2 separate regions of the Mus musculus genome follow, and region 2 is linked to region 1. Evidence: chromatin contacts called from public HiChIP or PLAC-seq data. All regions are on one chromosome and are shown on one strand. Each heading gives the region's core, a stretch centred on a gene start, on an enhancer-like site or on the middle of the called end of the contact. The rest is flanking DNA. Distances are from core to core; before and after follow the strand shown.

Region 1 (5,143 bases), core at 1,625-4,124:
ATCCAGGATTCTTTTTTGAGCACACAGTGAATGGCACGCCCCACTGTCCTTTCCTCTTTGATGTTGCAGTGTTTCCTAAAGAGAAGTGAACCCTTACAGAACTGCTTACTGGCAACTACCTTACTCTATTATTGCTATAGATCACAAGTCTACCTAGAGTAACCACCAGTTTCCTTGCTGACCTAAAGCTATCATCTCTGCCTGCTACAGAAGAGAACCTCTGCACTGTCAGGCTGCCTTTCCAGTCTGGAGCACTTGGTGCTCAGTTTCACTTTGGTGAAGCTCTCCCAAGTTAAGCCAACACTAGTCTTAAAGGAAGGTATGCAGCTATCATGTGTGGGCTCTGCTTAGCCGCTGCCCCAGGGCTTGGAGGCACAGTGCCCTGTTTGAGGAAGATTCTCTTCTAATAAAGTCCTGCTGCTCTAGGGACCTCAGCCCTCATGGAGGGTGTCAAGTGAGGGCCTCCGCCATTTCCTTCCAACTGGACCATCCTTAGGGTGGCCAAATTGGTCACAGAGGTGTGATGGAGGAAGAGTGAGCCCACGGCAGCTAAGTAACCAGATTCAGTCACTACGGTGTACCTACTGGCACACATCTTAATTAGGTTTTAATGCTAGTAATTTGATAACAACTCCTGGCTATGGGCTAGAGAACCTGTCAGTGCTGAAAGCTTTTTATTTAGTTTCTCTTCCCTCTAACACTGAGGCAGCCTCCCCGCTGACCCTTGTCAAAGAACCCCATCTGCTGGTTGCCACGGTAACTGAAGGAGACCAATTGAGCTGAACAGAGCGACTCAGAAATAAAATCTGCAGCCAGAGGAATTCTGCTAAGAGTAATAAATCATTTAGTAAAGGGGGTCCTCCACATGGTGATGAGTGTTGGGATAATATGATGGCATAACTCTTCCAGCTAGAAGGTCCATGACAGATCAGAGTGATTAGACCGGCTGGAGGGCTCATTTGGTTTCTAGTGGGCTCAGGCATCGCAACAGACAGATCCGGCCCAGTTACATGCCACTGTGGGTGGGGGTGAGGGGTAAACTTAACACTTGGACCACAGAATGTTCTTATTTTAAGGAGTGGAAGGCAGCCAGCTGAGGCTCCACACACCTTACTCATTTTTCTTTAAGAACGTGTAAGTTAACCAACTTCCCAAGTGTCTCACCTCAGGTTATCCTCCGCAGCAGCATGTTCCCGCCTGAAGCACCTAAGAGGGCAGGCAATGTACCCTTAGAGGGCAGGGCTTTTTCTTGTTTTCTTTGCTTTGCTTTGCTTTTCTTTCCTTTTTTTTTTTTTTTTTTTTTTTTTTTTTTTTGGTTTTTTTGAGACAGGGTTTCTCTGTGTAGCCCTGGCTGTCCTGGAACTCACTCTGTAGACCAGGCTGGCCTCGAACTCAGAAATCCGCCTACCACCAAGTGTGACCGTGATGGTCTCAGAGGGGCCTAGGGGCTTTGCGCTCTAATTTTGTAAGGCTCCCCTGCACTGAATGATGGGCAGAAGATAAAGGGCCTTGTACCCAGTCCTAGGAGACAGAGGCCAAAGGAGCTGCATTTTCAAAACAAAAGTTCTGGGTTGTGCTAATCGCTAAGCATGTCCCCCTACCTGCCATTTCCTTGTTTGGTGTGGGCAGAGACACAAGGGTCCTGACAGCAGATCAGGACAGGAAGGCAACACCGCTGTACAGGCCGTGCACGGCGCCTTCTCACCCGGCCGGCCACTCCTCACTGGCTGCCCGGCACCATTTTGAGAGGTAATGGTCAGGGACTATGCGTACTCCCTGACCCCGAGAATACACTAACTCACCCTTGGAGATCATTTTCAGCCAAACCAAAGGTAGACTTTGATTTCTCCCTCTGGATGCTGCCAACAAACTGCTTCTGTCTTAGTTTTCAGAGAAGAGGAGCAGCTGTGCACTTAGATCCTGCACCGCCTGCTCTGAACCCAGGCCGCACCCCGCCCAGACAACAGCGACAGCCTCCAGTGCGGCTGGCCACCCCGTGCTGGGCAATTGTCCTCCTGCAGGTGCAGCCAGCCACAGGGCTCCGCATGGGCCACGGGGGCGCGCCCGCCTGTTCCGCCTCTGGATACCGGTGGCTTGGCCAGCACCCCCTGCCCACCATGAGAGGGCCGGCACCTGCAGGGGCCGGCTGGGTGCCTAGCATCTGGCTAGGGAGGCTCCACAGGGGCTCCCGGGGCCTCTGGACTTTGGCAGAAGGAGGGGATTAAAGCGAGCTGGCAGTTGAGGGAGGAGATGGGTGAAAGCTTCATTAACTCCATGCTCGCGGCCCAATTTCATTCTCCTGAGAAGCAATGTGAAAAACAGGTTGATTTCCCGGCGATGCAAGAGGTGCTGTGGGTTTGTATTTGCTGTCTTTAATTCTAATTCCTTATTGGTAAACAAATAAGTGAATCATTGTTTGTTGATGATCATGGACGACCCAATTTTTAATTAAAGAGAAAAAAATCTTGGCTAATAGAGAGGCCAAAGAAATATTACCGCTCGTTTTAATTTCTATGAAGTAATTAAGCTTCTCTTGTGACTTAATTGAAACTGGCAAGACTTAAGAACTCACTCAAAGAGGTGACAATCAAAAGGTGCTGGATGACCCCCCCCCCCAGCGGGTTTTCCGATCAACCCTCAAATGTGCCCTGGAAAACTGTACCCGTGAGTCCTTGAAAATATTTCCAGTGGGCATGCTTTATGCCCAGGCCTTCATTCTTGATTTTTGCCCCTCTACAAAGTTACACTTTAGAGTTTCACTTGTAAGCCCTACTTAGAAATTCCCCTCCAAATGCTTTGTCTGCTCGATCTCCTGAGCTGCCCTCATATTTCAGTTTCCAGACACTCTTGAACTTTGCAGACAGCGCCAGTTTGAGCCTGCACAGAACAATCAGCCAGCGTATCAGTTCCCCTCAGAGACAGTGAGATTTCTCTAGCACAATCTGCCCAACCTGAACTCCTTCCTTCAGAAACATTTTGCGTTTAGAAAGAAACTCGCAGCTGAGCCTCCTAAGAAGCGACATGTAACAGACAGTGCGTGTGGTGCGGGGCGGGCAGCTCGGAATGAAAAGAGAATTTTGTACTTGGTTTCTTCAGCGCCATGCTCATAATGTACACGTGGCCGAAACTGACATCAGACAGGGAAAGTAAGACGCTGGGGGGAGGGGCATGTGAGGGCGGTGGAAAGACAGAAAATATGTTGATAAAAACAGGAACTTCTGTTAATCTACATTTTCCAGTCACTGTCTTAATTAAGAATGTTAGGAAATATGTTACAGTTTAATTGCATTGTTTCAAGAAACTCAGAGGCTGACAAATTCCAGGCTGTGTACACTTGGAAAGAAAATGGGATCCGATTGACAGTTTCTTCTAATTGGCGAATAACAATCAGAATTAGGCTTTTCACAGATACAGGCCCCCAATGAATCCCAAATTCACAAGACAGAGTAAGAATATCCTAACCTTCAATGTGTTAGCAAAAAATGGGCTTGGGGAGGAAAAAAAAGAGAGAAGCTGGCGTGCTCAAGTGTGTAAGAGCACAATTTACAACACAAACACCAATAGTTATTTAAGATGTCCTTGTTAAGAATCTCCACAGGATTTCTAGATGACCCCATTTAACAAGAACAAAGCCAGAAACCATGCCAGTCTGCAGACACATGCCATCTCTAACCGCCTTTCTGCTACTCCAACCTAGTTACACAGGACCTGGCTTCCACCTTCTTTCTGCAGGAGGCTGTGTGTTGCTACAACAGACAAAGAAGAACGCACTGTGGCTGTTCCATGTTCTGAGGGAAGCTGTGCTAGACACACACCTCACATGGCTCTGGTTTTTCATGTTTTTATTATTTTAATGTGCATGTGTACATATGAGTATGATATGTGTGTGCACCTGTGTCTGTGTGTGTGTCTGTCTGTCTGCATGCATGCATGCATGCATGCGTGTGTAATATATGTGAAAATTCAGAAAACAACTTTATGGAGTTGGTTCTCTCCTTCTACCTTGATGGGTATCGAACTCAGAGCACCAGGCTTGCACGGTGAATAGCTTTATGTGCTGATCCAAGTGGTCAGCTCACTATGTCAATTCTACCCTTTCCTTGGTTCTGTGTGTGGGGAGGGCGTCCAGCTGGGGTCAGACATGATAGGCAAGGCATCAATATTCGGTATGCTCTGTTCCCACAGGGCTCAGAAAGGCCAGGAGCTGACTCACCAGTCACTCTCAGAGCTCTCAAAGGTTAATGAAGATTTGCTGAATGCTTCTCTCAGGTCAACCCACTGCTTCCTTGGTTGTTCTCAGCCATTCGACCTTCTATAAGCCAACTTTTGTCACATCTGAGCCTCAGAGTTAGCTATGAACTAACTTTTCCAGCCACTGGCGATTTTACTGCATGTACAAAGTCCTCTTCTCAGCAACAGAGCACAATGCTTGCCTTGCGATGGCCATGTACTGCCAGTACCCTAGGTCTCAGCGCTCAGTTTATGCTTATTCTGAACTATAAAATAGCATCTGAGCTCTCAGATGAGCCAGGGAATGGCAGGTATGGCCTAACAGTGCAGTGACTTCACTGGTAGAGACTGGAAGACCTACAACAGTGGGAGGGTATGCTCTCATGTGCTCACTATGGCCTCCACAGATTTGTCTATCTCCTGGGATCAGGATGGACACACAGGCCCCTGGGAGTTAGACAGCCTTCCTGCAAAAGGCATTTGTCAAGGCCCTGAGAACTGTAGGACTGAGCCTGGAGCCCTGCGGAGGACAGAGGAACAGCACACGGGAGCAGGGCTGCAACATGACTAATTAATTACCAAATTGGGGGCAGAGAGGAGAGTTCACAGGGGCCTAGAGCCCAGAGAACCCAGCCTTGTAATTAATAGTTGAAAAGTTCTAGTCAATTCTCAGAGTTCGAAGAACATTAAAAGAATACTTGATGCTGCGGGCAGGGAGGAAAGCAGCCGCCGCCCCAGGGCCAATTGCCTCTCCAGCAGCGGCAAGGCTGCTCCCCTGCTCTCAGGACCATTTGTTCCATTACACAATCTCCTGAAGCCATTTAGAGAGAGCTCAAACAACTGCCTGTACCAACGCGACACATGGCTCCCCATTCCGACTCTTTGCTAATCCAGACGCTCCAACCATCTTTCT
Region 2 (5,143 bases), core at 870-3,369, 190 kb before region 1:
TAAGTTGCTCTTAGTGGACTGTGCCTCTGAACAGCCTACTGAAATACTCTATAAAACTTGTTATTTTGATATATTCTTTAGACTTACACTAAGATATGACCTTTTGACTCTGTTACTAATAGGAGAAATAAATTTGCTGATTTTTAAAAGAAACTTATTCATCCTCATAGAGACCATGGTACTCTTCCCCCTCCCCCATCCCAGGTCTCTGGCAGATATCCTAGAGATTGCCCCTCACTGTTTTCCATTCTTTCCCTTGCACTCCATACATCAAACTTCCCTCACAGCCTACTCCCCTCCTCAGCCCCTTTCCTACCCAGTCCCTTTATCCACTTCTGATATCTATTTCATAAATATATAAGTGTAAATAAACTTGTGTTTTTTTTAAGTACAAAAATCGTACTTAAAAAAGCAGACATCGGACGTGTTTCTGCCCTCCCTTTTTTTCTGACTCTTTGAGCCTTTCTACCTGTTTCCCTCATTCCCTTTCTCCCAGCCATAACCACCATGTCACTTTGGAAAAGTATGATGCAATATATGCTTGCTTTTTAAAATACAATTATTTAGAAGAATTATTTTATATATACATGAGTACACATGAGTAAGGGCCTGCAGAAGCTATAGACTTTGAATCTACCACAGCTGTAGTGGTGAGCTTCCTGATGTAGGTATTGGGAACTGAACTTAGATCCTCTGCAAAAGCAGAATGACTCTTAATGCTTATATCATCAAAGTTGTGAGAAGTAATAATGCATCTTGAGTTTTGGTTTATCCACTGTCATATATAGCAAGCTATTCTGGGAATATTGTGAATTAAAACAGTCAGTATCCTTGCCCTCCGGAGGGAGTTCCTCATCTTCCTCCCCCTTTTAATGGTTTATTTTATTTTATGTGTATTGAGTGTTTTGCCTGCATGTATGTCTGTCTGTGTATAGTGCCATATGTGTACAGAGCCCAGAAGAGGGCATCCGGTCTCCTTAAACTAGAGTGAGCAGGTGATTATGAACTGCCATGTGTTTCCTGGGAGCTAAGCTCCAGTCCCCTGTAAGAGCAGCAAGTGTTCTTAACCACTGAACCATGTATCCAGCCCCATGAAATAATTTCTTAATCTTAGCACTTGAACAGAATAAGGAGGCTGTTTTGTAGACTTTGATATATCTCTGTTTCCTCCTTCGTCCAGCTGCAGAAACAAAAATACATGGAAATACTGCTAGCTGTCCATTGAGTGTGAAAAGCAAAATCATCACTCTTGGCCATGTATTGCTCTTGACAGTACAATGAAATCAGATACATAAATTCAACAACTAATGTAATTCTTACTAATTATAATAATTAAAAATTTGATAAAACTTAAACCAAATGAATTTGGAATTCAAATAGATAAATTTTTTATTGAATATACTTTAAATATTTGATGTTAGAAGAAATGGAAGAAATTATTCCCTTTAAGGTCATGCAAGTGATAATACACTATACAGGTTAGCACCTTCTTTATAGTGTAAGACTTCAGCTTTAATAAATACCATTGGACAATAGTCAGAAATAAGGCAATTCTTACAAAAGGACCTACATAGTCTATTTCTATAATTCCACTGAAGTGGAAGGGTCAAGAACAACATATAAGTACAGAGACAATAAATCAAGACAAATTGTAAATTAACTGTTATGCTTTTGACATAAGAAGACTCATTGTTACACTGACATTGATAACCCCGTGGCATCTTCATCTTAGTTTTAGAGGGTCTCTGTAGTGCCTCAGCATTCCTGTTGTGATAGCACAGTCAGCTGCCTAAGCCTCTGGCTGTTGAAGAGCTGGAGCTTGTGGAGTGGACAGCAGAGTCAGTGGGGTTCTTGAGAAGTCGGACTGCATGGCGAAGCATTCATACGCTCTACAAGGAACCATTCACTTCTGTTCAATCTTGTTAACGTAACAAGATTGGTTTACAAAAGAACAACAATCAAACACACAACGTTAAATGGCATGTCTCCCTCAGATCTTTCCCCTCAGAGCTCAAGGAACTCCATAGAAAGTGTTAGAGCCAGAGGGGATGGAGGACCCCAGGGGAACACTTCCCTCTTTTGAGAGTCAGTACATCCAGGAAAAGGGAAGGAAAGAAATTGCACAGAAGTGAAAAGTTACTGCTTTTGGGTCTGCTTCTGTAGAGTTCCTTCCAGTTCAGTGTTTTACTTTGTATTCTTGACTTTCATTTCAATAAATCTTCTTGAATTTATTCAAGTTAAGCAAGATATTTTATTTTTTATCTTTTCACCCATTCCTTTAAAGCAGTTTGCATTCTTGTTGTCTGCTGAGATCAGGGAGTAGTAAGTTTTCACATGTATGTGCATTTGGGCAAATTAAGGCTGACCAAAGTAGCATGATAAAGTGGAAGAAATAGGAGGAACTTGAAACTGGCATAAATAAAACATAATTTTAAAGAGGAGATATATTGAAGGATCTGTTGGGGAACAAGGAAGAATGCCAAAGGTCCCACCTTGGTTAGTTAGTACCTCCTTGATTGTTAGGCCTAGATATAGAGGTAAGTTAGCCAACCATGGTTAGAAATGTTAACCGAGTTTAGTGAAAGTTTGTGACACTGTCTTCAAATTTCACAACAATTTAGTGCATAATGCTGTGGAACAAAGCTTTCAGATTACCCAGGAGCTATCAGGGAACTAAAGAAACATGAACTAATTAATGTGGTTCTGACATTTAAAAGGTTACTGTTTTATTGAGAAGTTAAAAAGCTGAAAATGCTGAACCTGACTTGTGTTGAGGTAATATTTAGAAAATGTGGCAAGTGATTAATCCTTAAGAAATAATTGTTTAGGAATTAATTTAACAGATCTATCACTTTATGAAATTTAGATAAGGAATGTGGGTAGTGTAAAATTTCTGTAACATTTATAGTATCGATCACAAGAAAGTCTTACTTAGTGTCATCAAATAAAAAGACTGTTCATTTCAGTGTCAAAGCTGTTTAGAAAGCACAGTTCATGGTTACCAAAGTTGAATTGTTGTTTCAGAACCTTTAAAATGTCTGTGTCATAACACTTTACCTCTCATTGCATAAATGCTCAATTTTAGATGTATTCAGTTATTTATGTTTTTATATTTTCCAGATCTGTTAATAATGTGTCAACCAGTGATTATTGGTATTGTACCTAAGGTAAAAGATATCTTCAGTCATGTTAAATCTTTTAAAAAACATCCAAAAAGTTTTTTTTTTCAGACCTATACACAGTACCAAGTCATCTCAACTGTGATAGGCTAAGCAGACACCTGTCTTCACTGGAGTTAGTGAAGGGTTGGTTGGGTGAATTGTAGATTGACTAATCAAAGTCAGTTTATTACGTAATACTAGAGCTGAAGTTTCTGGGGCCACATAACCTCTGGAGATTCCATAAAACAGCTTTGTTACTGCTTGAGCTGTTTCCTTGTCCTTGTCTCTACTCTATAGAGAGTAGTGTGTTCAAAGTCAGGATTTTCAAGGAATAGCAAGATTTGGAAAATAAGGACAGTAGGCTTGCTCTGCTTCTGAAATACTATGCGTGTATAGGAGAGTTTGGGGAAGGTAATAAGAGGACTAAGAAGTTTGCAGACTATAAATTTGGGCTAAATGGATAGGGAAATTAAGTGTCACGCGCTAAATGAGCTACTTTCTTTAAAAAAGGCATCACCTGTAGTTTACTAAAGTATGTATGGATACTATATTTGATTCAGGCTATGTAAGGAGAAGGCAGAGGAGTCTTTTTTTGTTTCTTGTTTTTTTTTTGTTTTTCGAGACAGGGTTTCTCTGTATAGCCCTGGCTGTCCTGGAACTCACTTTGTAGACCAGGCTGGCCTCGAACTCAGAGATCCACTTGCCTCTGCCTCCTGAGTGCTGGGATTAAAGGCGTGCGCCACCACGCCTGGCTAAGGCAGAGGAGTCTTAAAGGAGCTAGAAAGAACAGGAACAATTACTGTGCACTTTCAAAGCCAAGAGAGAAAGAAAACATCTCAATTTGAGAAGAGTGTAAAGAGAACACTAATGATAAGTTTATTGGTAACTTCTAACCAATCATTGTCAATTAAATTGTAGTGATAAAAAGAAAATTGTCAGTGATTCAAGAAAGAAGGAGTATTAAAGAAATGGTAAAAGCATAGATTCATCTTTGCACTGATTTTGGTAAGAGGAAAGAAAGTAGATTGCAGTAGTTCAGAGAGATTTTTTGAGGTGGAAACATGTTGAACATGTTCATAGATTATGGAGCAGGCATCCAGATACAGAGGGAAATTTTGAATATTCAAGAAAAAAAGATACAAGTAAATTTAGAGAAAGAAAAAAAAAAAAACTGGATACCTGAAAGGGCGCTAGCTCTTGAAATGGCCTTTGATCTAGGCAAAGATGTATTCTGAATAGGCTTTCAAACAGTGAGCTGAGACCTTGAACCTTGACGTTACCTACATTTATTTATAAACATTGCCCTTGTTTCCTAATAGTTAAGGAGGATGAAGTATGGGGGAGAAGATAATAATTGTATTGTGTCAACTAGAAATGATAAACAATTTACCAGAGTTGCATGAATTACAGTAGACTCATTTGGCTTAGGTTTCATGACTTAATAGAGTTACCTTCAGAAGAAATATACAGAAAATAGTTTATGAAATAGGGCAGAGAATGATAAAATGTGTACAGTGAAAGAAAAGGTAAATTATAAAATATGGGTTGATCCTAGATTCTGTACAGAACTAGATAAATGGAAAAAAACATAAAGCTTGAAAAAATAAAGAGAAAACAGAATACTAGAGGTGTTGAGAAAATGAAGCAGAAGTTTAGAATTCATGAAGAAATAGGAATGCTTAAAATATCAAAGTAGAATACATAATGAACAACATTGCTCTATCTGCAAGTAATGTACTACCAGTTGCCAATTTACCACTAGATGTCACTCTGACTCATATGGTTAAGTGCAGCCTGGACTTAAGAGGCAGGGTGTTGAAAATCAGACAAGTACAGTGTGCGCAGATACCCCTGGTGGCCTGTAAGGACTGTTCTACTCAGTTTCTCATGCGGGCGTTTTAGTCAAACAGCTGCTTTGGAGAGGATAGTGTCTTTATAACAAAGCAAACCATTAAATCTGGATATTTTGTATGATTAAATGC

The links. HiChIP or PLAC-seq counts read pairs in DNA pulled down with a chosen protein or histone mark.
Region 2: a RAD21 HiChIP or PLAC-seq map of pro-B cells shows a contact between it and region 1, with 5 times the contacts expected there. The contact joins two enhancer-like sites. A contact is called at or near these places in 1 of 39 promoter capture datasets (the C10 cell line), 2 of 15 datasets of contacts at CTCF or cohesin (the NIH/3T3 cell line and pro-B cells), 28 of 484 Hi-C or Micro-C datasets (B cells, the C10 cell line, CD4 T cells and 23 more), 10 of 115 datasets of contacts at active chromatin or transcription factors (astrocytes, bone marrow-derived macrophages, differentiating embryonic stem cells and 7 more) and 3 of 9 other capture datasets (adipose tissue, liver and pancreatic islet).

What each region holds. Positions count from the first base shown.
Region 1 is chr1:176,994,877-177,000,019 of GRCm38.p6, reverse strand. The region is part of intron 16 of Sdccag8 (serologically defined colon cancer antigen 8); the gene reads right to left. Among named protein-coding and RNA genes, the nearest start is that of Gm15423, 56 kb to the right of the region's middle. Within about 2 kb of position 2,874, at least 115 of the 459 cell types and tissues checked have an H3K27ac peak or open chromatin away from gene starts, as enhancers often do. A contact at or near this core is called in bone marrow-derived macrophages and pro-B cells, where this site is marked.
Region 2 is chr1:177,188,762-177,193,904 of GRCm38.p6, reverse strand. The region is part of intron 1 of Akt3 (thymoma viral proto-oncogene 3); the gene reads left to right. Among named protein-coding and RNA genes, the nearest start is that of Akt3, 57 kb to the left of the region's middle. Within about 2 kb of position 2,119, at least 7 of the 459 cell types and tissues checked have an H3K27ac peak or open chromatin away from gene starts, as enhancers often do. A contact at or near this core is called in bone marrow-derived macrophages and pro-B cells, where this site is marked.